Linked DNA regions of Mus musculus: region 2 is linked to region 1. Evidence: chromatin contacts called from public promoter capture Hi-C data. All regions are on one chromosome and are shown on one strand. Each heading gives the region's core, a stretch centred on a gene start, on an enhancer-like site or on the middle of the called end of the contact. The rest is flanking DNA. Distances are from core to core; before and after follow the strand shown.

Region 1 (2,848 bases), core at 233-2,732:
CACTCTGTGTGAGTAATTGCAAGTACGTTTGTTTATAAGCCCGTTTGCCTGCTTCTGTCACAATGCCAATACACAAATTTCACAAGACAAATTTTAAATCTAGGTATGAACACTGGGCTCTCTGCGCACACAGCAGAGATCAATACACTCGGTGGGCTAATGGATACCCAGCACTCGTCAAGGGCTCCCAGTGAAATCTTCTTTGTGCACCTAGACACTGACACACTCTGCTCAGCATCGCACCCCCCACAGCGTGTTGGTACGCTCTGAATCTAGACAGCCGCCATAAATGACACCGAAGCCACCACTAACCAAGCCGGGAATTAAATTCCTGGTTGGAAGAAGTTTCAAAATCCAAGGCCAACATCTGGCAAGTTCCACGCCTGCCTACCAATCCTGGCTGGTGTTGCACTGAAAATTAGCACAAGGGGAGAGAATTGTTTAAGTGCCCATTAATTAACTTGTACGCCGCTTAAAACACACATGGGTGGTCCCTCCAGTTGCAGTTAGAATCTTTGCGTTTGCCTCATTGTCTCAAAAGGGTGAAGGCTGACAGGAGTTAGTAGTGCACACAATGAAGTCTGTTCTTATCCAGGGATTCTGACCATACCCTGTGCACAGTAACTGCACTGTGGGTTGCCTCTCCACCCCTCAGATCAGGCAGTTTATTCATGGTCCCTGGCTTTAGCTGGTTAGGCACCGGTTCCTCTGCTATCCGCCCATCTCAGAGAAGGGCCAGTCAGGGACATGCCCGGTTTAAGCAGCATCTGTTTATCGCGCAGTGCCCCCCACCACACACACACCGCGCGCTTCCGTCACCCCTTCCTGGTACCTGCCCAGTTCCTCGCCGGTGTCGTAGTAGTCGTCCACGTTTTCCTGCCTGAACACAGTCATGATAGACTGTCACGCCTCACCAAAGCCCAGGCCACTCCGGCTCCGCGGCCCGAACCATCCCCACCGCCGCCTCGCTGCTGCGAGCCCCTCATGCACCAAGCCGCAGACCTCTGAAAGACATGGGGAGAAGAATGAGACGGTAAACTCTAAAAAATCGGGGTCCCAGGGGCTGGGTCCCGATCTCGAGGCCTCCCGCGGGCAGGGGCCACGCGCCCTTTGTTAAGTCTAGGCTGGGGGACCCCCACACCCCGCATTGCCGCGCCCCAGCCCCGTGCCTGCGGTTCCCGGGCTCCTGCCTCCGCCTCCGGACAACGTGGGGACAGCTCGGGGAAGGGACACAAAGCGCCCTGCCCCGCCACCTGTTCCCCCGCCCGGCGCCCCGGCCGCCCTCCCGCTCCTCCCACTGCCTGCGGCGGCCACTCACCCGGTCCCGCAGCTGTCGCTTCGTGCGCCCTGAGCCCCGCGGCGGGTCCAGGTCCCCGGCAGCTCCGAGCGGCCTCCGCTCCTTGCGTCGGGCGCAGCTCGGCCCCGCGGGGACGCAGCCACCACCTCCTCCGCGCCCTCCTCCTCCGCTGCGCTCGCGGCTCCTCCCGGTCCGCGCTCCCGCCCCGCCGCGCGCACCCCGCACACACCCACTCGCCCGCACCGAGCGCGCGCCCCACCTGTGACTCGGCGCCCGGCTGCCCTCTGCCGCCCGCTTCGAAGAAGCCGGAGGCTTTCGTCCTCTCAGAGTGTGAACCCAAGGATCCGTGTGGGCCAGGCGACGTGCTCCGTGCCTGGAAAACCACAAAAAAAAAAAAAAAAAAAAAAAAAAAAATAGAGCAGAAATCAATAAAGTCCTGCCCCGGAGGCGCCCACACCCCGATGGAAACGATAGCAAACAAATAGCTTATAAATGAGGTCGCTCTGTTCTTCTGTGTTGACAACAAAAACCGAGAGAGGACAGCAGGGGCCTCATCAGAGGGGGCGTCTCCCGCCGCTTGTTTTGAGCTGAGATGTCTGAGATCCAGGGAGAAAAAGGTTGAACTATCACAGGCTGTCAGTACTGTGGTTGCTCAACTGAAACACAGCGAGTCCAGCTTGAGCTGTATTAAGCTTTCAATACACACCAGACACTGTTTAAGACTGTGTTAAAAAAAAAAAAAAAAAAAAAAAAAGAACGAAAATCGCCGTATGTGTGTCTTTATATTAGCTACATGTCAAAATGATGGTGCTTTGGACCTATCGGGTTAAATAAAACTTTATTAAAATAGTTACACTCGCTTTGTTTTGTTTGCTTGTTTGTTTTACAGTCAGAACAGTAGCCATTTACCTTGCATTGGATTGCTGAGGACTGGCCAGTCTGCGCAGACACTCTGGGTCCACCCGTGAAACCATTATGTCTCTCTCCCCGTGCTCCTGACTTAATAAAGTTCCTAAAGGGGATTCTATCCTGCTGCCTAGAATCGCCAAGGTTCATCCGTGAACCTGCCAAGAGTTCATATCCACACCACTGCTCAAACTCTCCATTCAACAGATATTTTCAACCGTGGAGGCTTGGGCCTAAAAGAACAAAGAGAAGCAAAAGAATGTATCAGATCCTAATCTTAACTCCGTCTCCAGCTAGGAGTGGTAGCACACACCTGTAATTCCAGCACATGGGTGAAGAAAACAGGAAGATCAGGAGCTTAAGGCCAGCCTCAGCTGTAGGAAAAGTTGAAGGTGAGGCTGGAGTACGCATCTCCAAACAAACACAAACAGCAAAAAGGTATTCCTAACGGCCCAAGGAAAGAGTCCAGCGGGCACGATAGAAGAAGGAGATTAGAATGTGCCACTGGCCTAAGTGCTAAGATGGAGAGTCAATACAAGAAGATCTTGAGAATTGACAAATACAATAAAAATAACAACAGCAACCAAAAACAACAACAACCAAATAAATAGAAGGGTGATTTACTTGGGAAGCATGCAAATAAAT
Region 2 (2,848 bases), core at 260-2,759, 330 kb before region 1:
CCACCCCTGTATCCTCAACTCCTCCCTCTGCCTCCCTTTTCCTGTCCAATCACAAGCCTCCCACTGCCCTAATATGATTGGACGGGGAAAACTCTGCAAAATAAGATCACTCAAATTTTTATGTAAGCACTTAGGGATATGAGCTTAGATCTCTTAAACCCACCTTCATTTGTGTCCCATAACTTTGACTATGTCATGTAATTAATTTAAGTCTAACAATGTTTTGATCTCTTTTTGATGTCTATCTTGACCCATTTTCATTCACTATGAATTTTTTCATTTCCAGGTGTTTATAAGCTTTCCATTGCTTTTGATATCCTGTGCTACTCCATGGTGCTCAGAAAGGATGGAGGTGTTATTTTAATTTTTTGTACATCAGTTGAGAATTGATTTATGTCCAAGGATATGGTCAGTTTTGAAGAATGTTCCATGAGTATCTTAAAGAATGTAGCAGAAAACGTGAACCAAAGACTACTATACCTTGACCACAAATATGAAGAGATTTCTATCATTTTAATTGTAATGTAGAACTAAGCTGAGTTGCTGCTATCTGTGTATAACAATTCTCAACTTAGATTATCCAGTTTGACATGGGGAAGTCTATGCATGTTTTAGGAAAGTATTCATCTATCCGTCCAATTCTGCCTGTAACAAACATCCAAAAATCATCAAATCTCAATTATGAGGCAGACAAGAATTTGGTACAACTCTGGAGAACATCAGAGGAAAATGGCCATACATCTACTGATTTACCCTTTCATATGTTATATCAAAATGGAAACAAACTTCTGATCACATGTAGAAATTTGTATCCTCTGTATTTTCTCAGCCAAAGACACTGCAGTCTTTTCTGACTTTTGTTAAATCTGCTTTGTAATCATAGGCTCAACAGTGCTTGTCAGAGTCACAGAGAAGTTCACACAGGAATATCCTCATGTCCAGTGAAACCCCTGCATGTCCAGTCAAACACTTCAGTTGTCCCATCAAACCCTGCAGGCCACATATGCTTCAGGCATCTTTTGTTTGGTTTGGGCAATTCTAGCACTTTTCCTAAACACTGTGAATCCCTGAGCTGAGACACTGATGTTCAGGGGAAGTGATAAGTGTTTCAGACTTCTCTGTTTATGAGTGGTTGTTTCATCCTCTCAAGGTGCTTCTGTCAGTCTTAGGCTGTATTTTAAGCAAGACAGACACCGACAGGTACACACTGCTTGATGCTCTATCTACAGATGCAGAATCTGAAGTACTGCTGTGAGACACTGTAGCTCTCCCCACTGACTTCATCCTGCCATAATTGTGTTCTCTAACAATTGTTATCTATAAAACACCAGACATCCTGTGAGTCTTGGCATTCTCAGAAAAGTCGCATCCTTGCTGTATGACTCAGCCTGTTCCTTGGGTCTGATCAGTCTCTAGATGTTTTCCTGTCTGTAATAACTCACTAGCGAAGCTGGCTTGTGACGTCTGCTCTGTGGGCCAGGCAGAGGCTTCAGGAAAGAGCTAGCAGTGCTCCAGGAAGGAAAAGGCGGAGCCACAGGCTGCTCTCCTCAAGTACCACCAGCCTCCTCTGTCAGTTGCTCTTCAGAGACCGTGGACAACAAAATGATGGTTTCTATCTGTGAACAGAAGCTGCAGCACTTCAGGTGAGAGCAGAGAAAAGCAAGGTACACAGACCCCCTACCTACTAACTCATTTTCAGCAAATTTCCTCACAGCTCTACTCTGGTTACCTGAGACATCTCCTATTTTGTAAGTTTTATTCACTGTTTTGTTTTTGCTTTGTTTTCTTCTTTGTCTGTCTCTTAGTTTTTTATGATACTAATAGGATTACATTTTTGTTCTCCTCCTTTTTCTGCCTCACATTCTCAGACATGCCTTTTCTGATACTTTTTAAATTCTGTCCTCTTTTTTCACTCATTGTTATTACATACGTATATGCACATACATATATATTGCTAAATAGAGCTTAGACAGTGTGTATGATATTACTTGTGTTTACCTTTTGGGTCTGACCATAGTATTGGACAACAACTTGTCTATGTTTTGGGAACCCAAATAGTGCTGTCTTCCTGCTCATCCTCTGCTTGGGAATGATGTCAGCTGCTCCACCCCCTGATCCAAGTTTGGATAATGAGTGGAAAGAATGGAAGACGAAATTTGCAAAAGCCTACAATCTGGTTGGTAAAATGGGCACAGTCTAGAGGGATCTCAGAAAGAAGGACTCTTGCTGTTGGGAGTCTGTGGGCATAAATATGGCCGTAAAGACAAGCCATCACTAAGGACTTGCCTAAAGACATGCATTATGAACCCAAGGTGGGCAGCTTTGATGACCCTCTGGGTGAGGAGAATGGCTGACAACAGTGTCATGAGACCACATACTATGGCTCCTCTTTCTCTACATACCATTTCCTCAGCTTGTGTGTGGTGTTAAGATGAGAAATGCTATCTGTTGTACTCATTTTCAGAATGAAGAAAGACACAGAAGACTCGTGTGGGAGGAGAATAAGAAGAAAATTGAGGCACACAATGCAGACTATGAGCAGGGCAAGACCAGCTTCTACATGGGCCTGAATCAATTTAGTGACTTGGTGAGTGAGACACTGATTGTTAATTCTGTTTCTTCACTCCATTTCCTTACAGTTAGTCTCTTGGTTTTAATGTATTGTTTGCTTATTTATAAAGACTCCAGAAGAATTCAAGACAAATTGCTATGGAAACTCACTGAATAGAGGAGAAATGGCTCCTGATTTGCCTGAATATGAAGATTTGGGAAAGAACAGCTATCTGACACCTGGAAGGGCTCAGGTATGACAGAGTCACACTCCCACCCTCAGCTGCCCACAGAAAGC

The links. Promoter capture Hi-C pulls out the DNA fragments that hold promoters and counts their contacts.
Region 2: a promoter capture Hi-C map of the HPC-7 cell line shows a contact between it and region 1. The contact joins the promoter of Ctla2a here to the promoter of Dapk1 in region 1. A contact is called at or near these places in 2 of 39 promoter capture datasets (both in the HPC-7 cell line).

The regions. Positions count from the first base shown.
Region 1 is chr13:60,600,581-60,603,428 of GRCm38.p6, reverse strand. Dapk1 (death associated protein kinase 1) reads right to left here and starts at 1,482. Exons shown (of 26, transcript NM_029653.3): 1 at 1,319-1,482; 2 at 833-1,004. The coding sequence starts at 894.
Region 2 is chr13:60,935,286-60,938,133 of GRCm38.p6, reverse strand. Ctla2a (cytotoxic T lymphocyte-associated protein 2 alpha) reads left to right here and starts at 1,509. Exons shown (of 5, transcript NM_007796.2): 1 at 1,509-1,643; 2 at 2,059-2,176; 3 at 2,465-2,587; 4 at 2,682-2,804. The coding sequence starts at 1,603.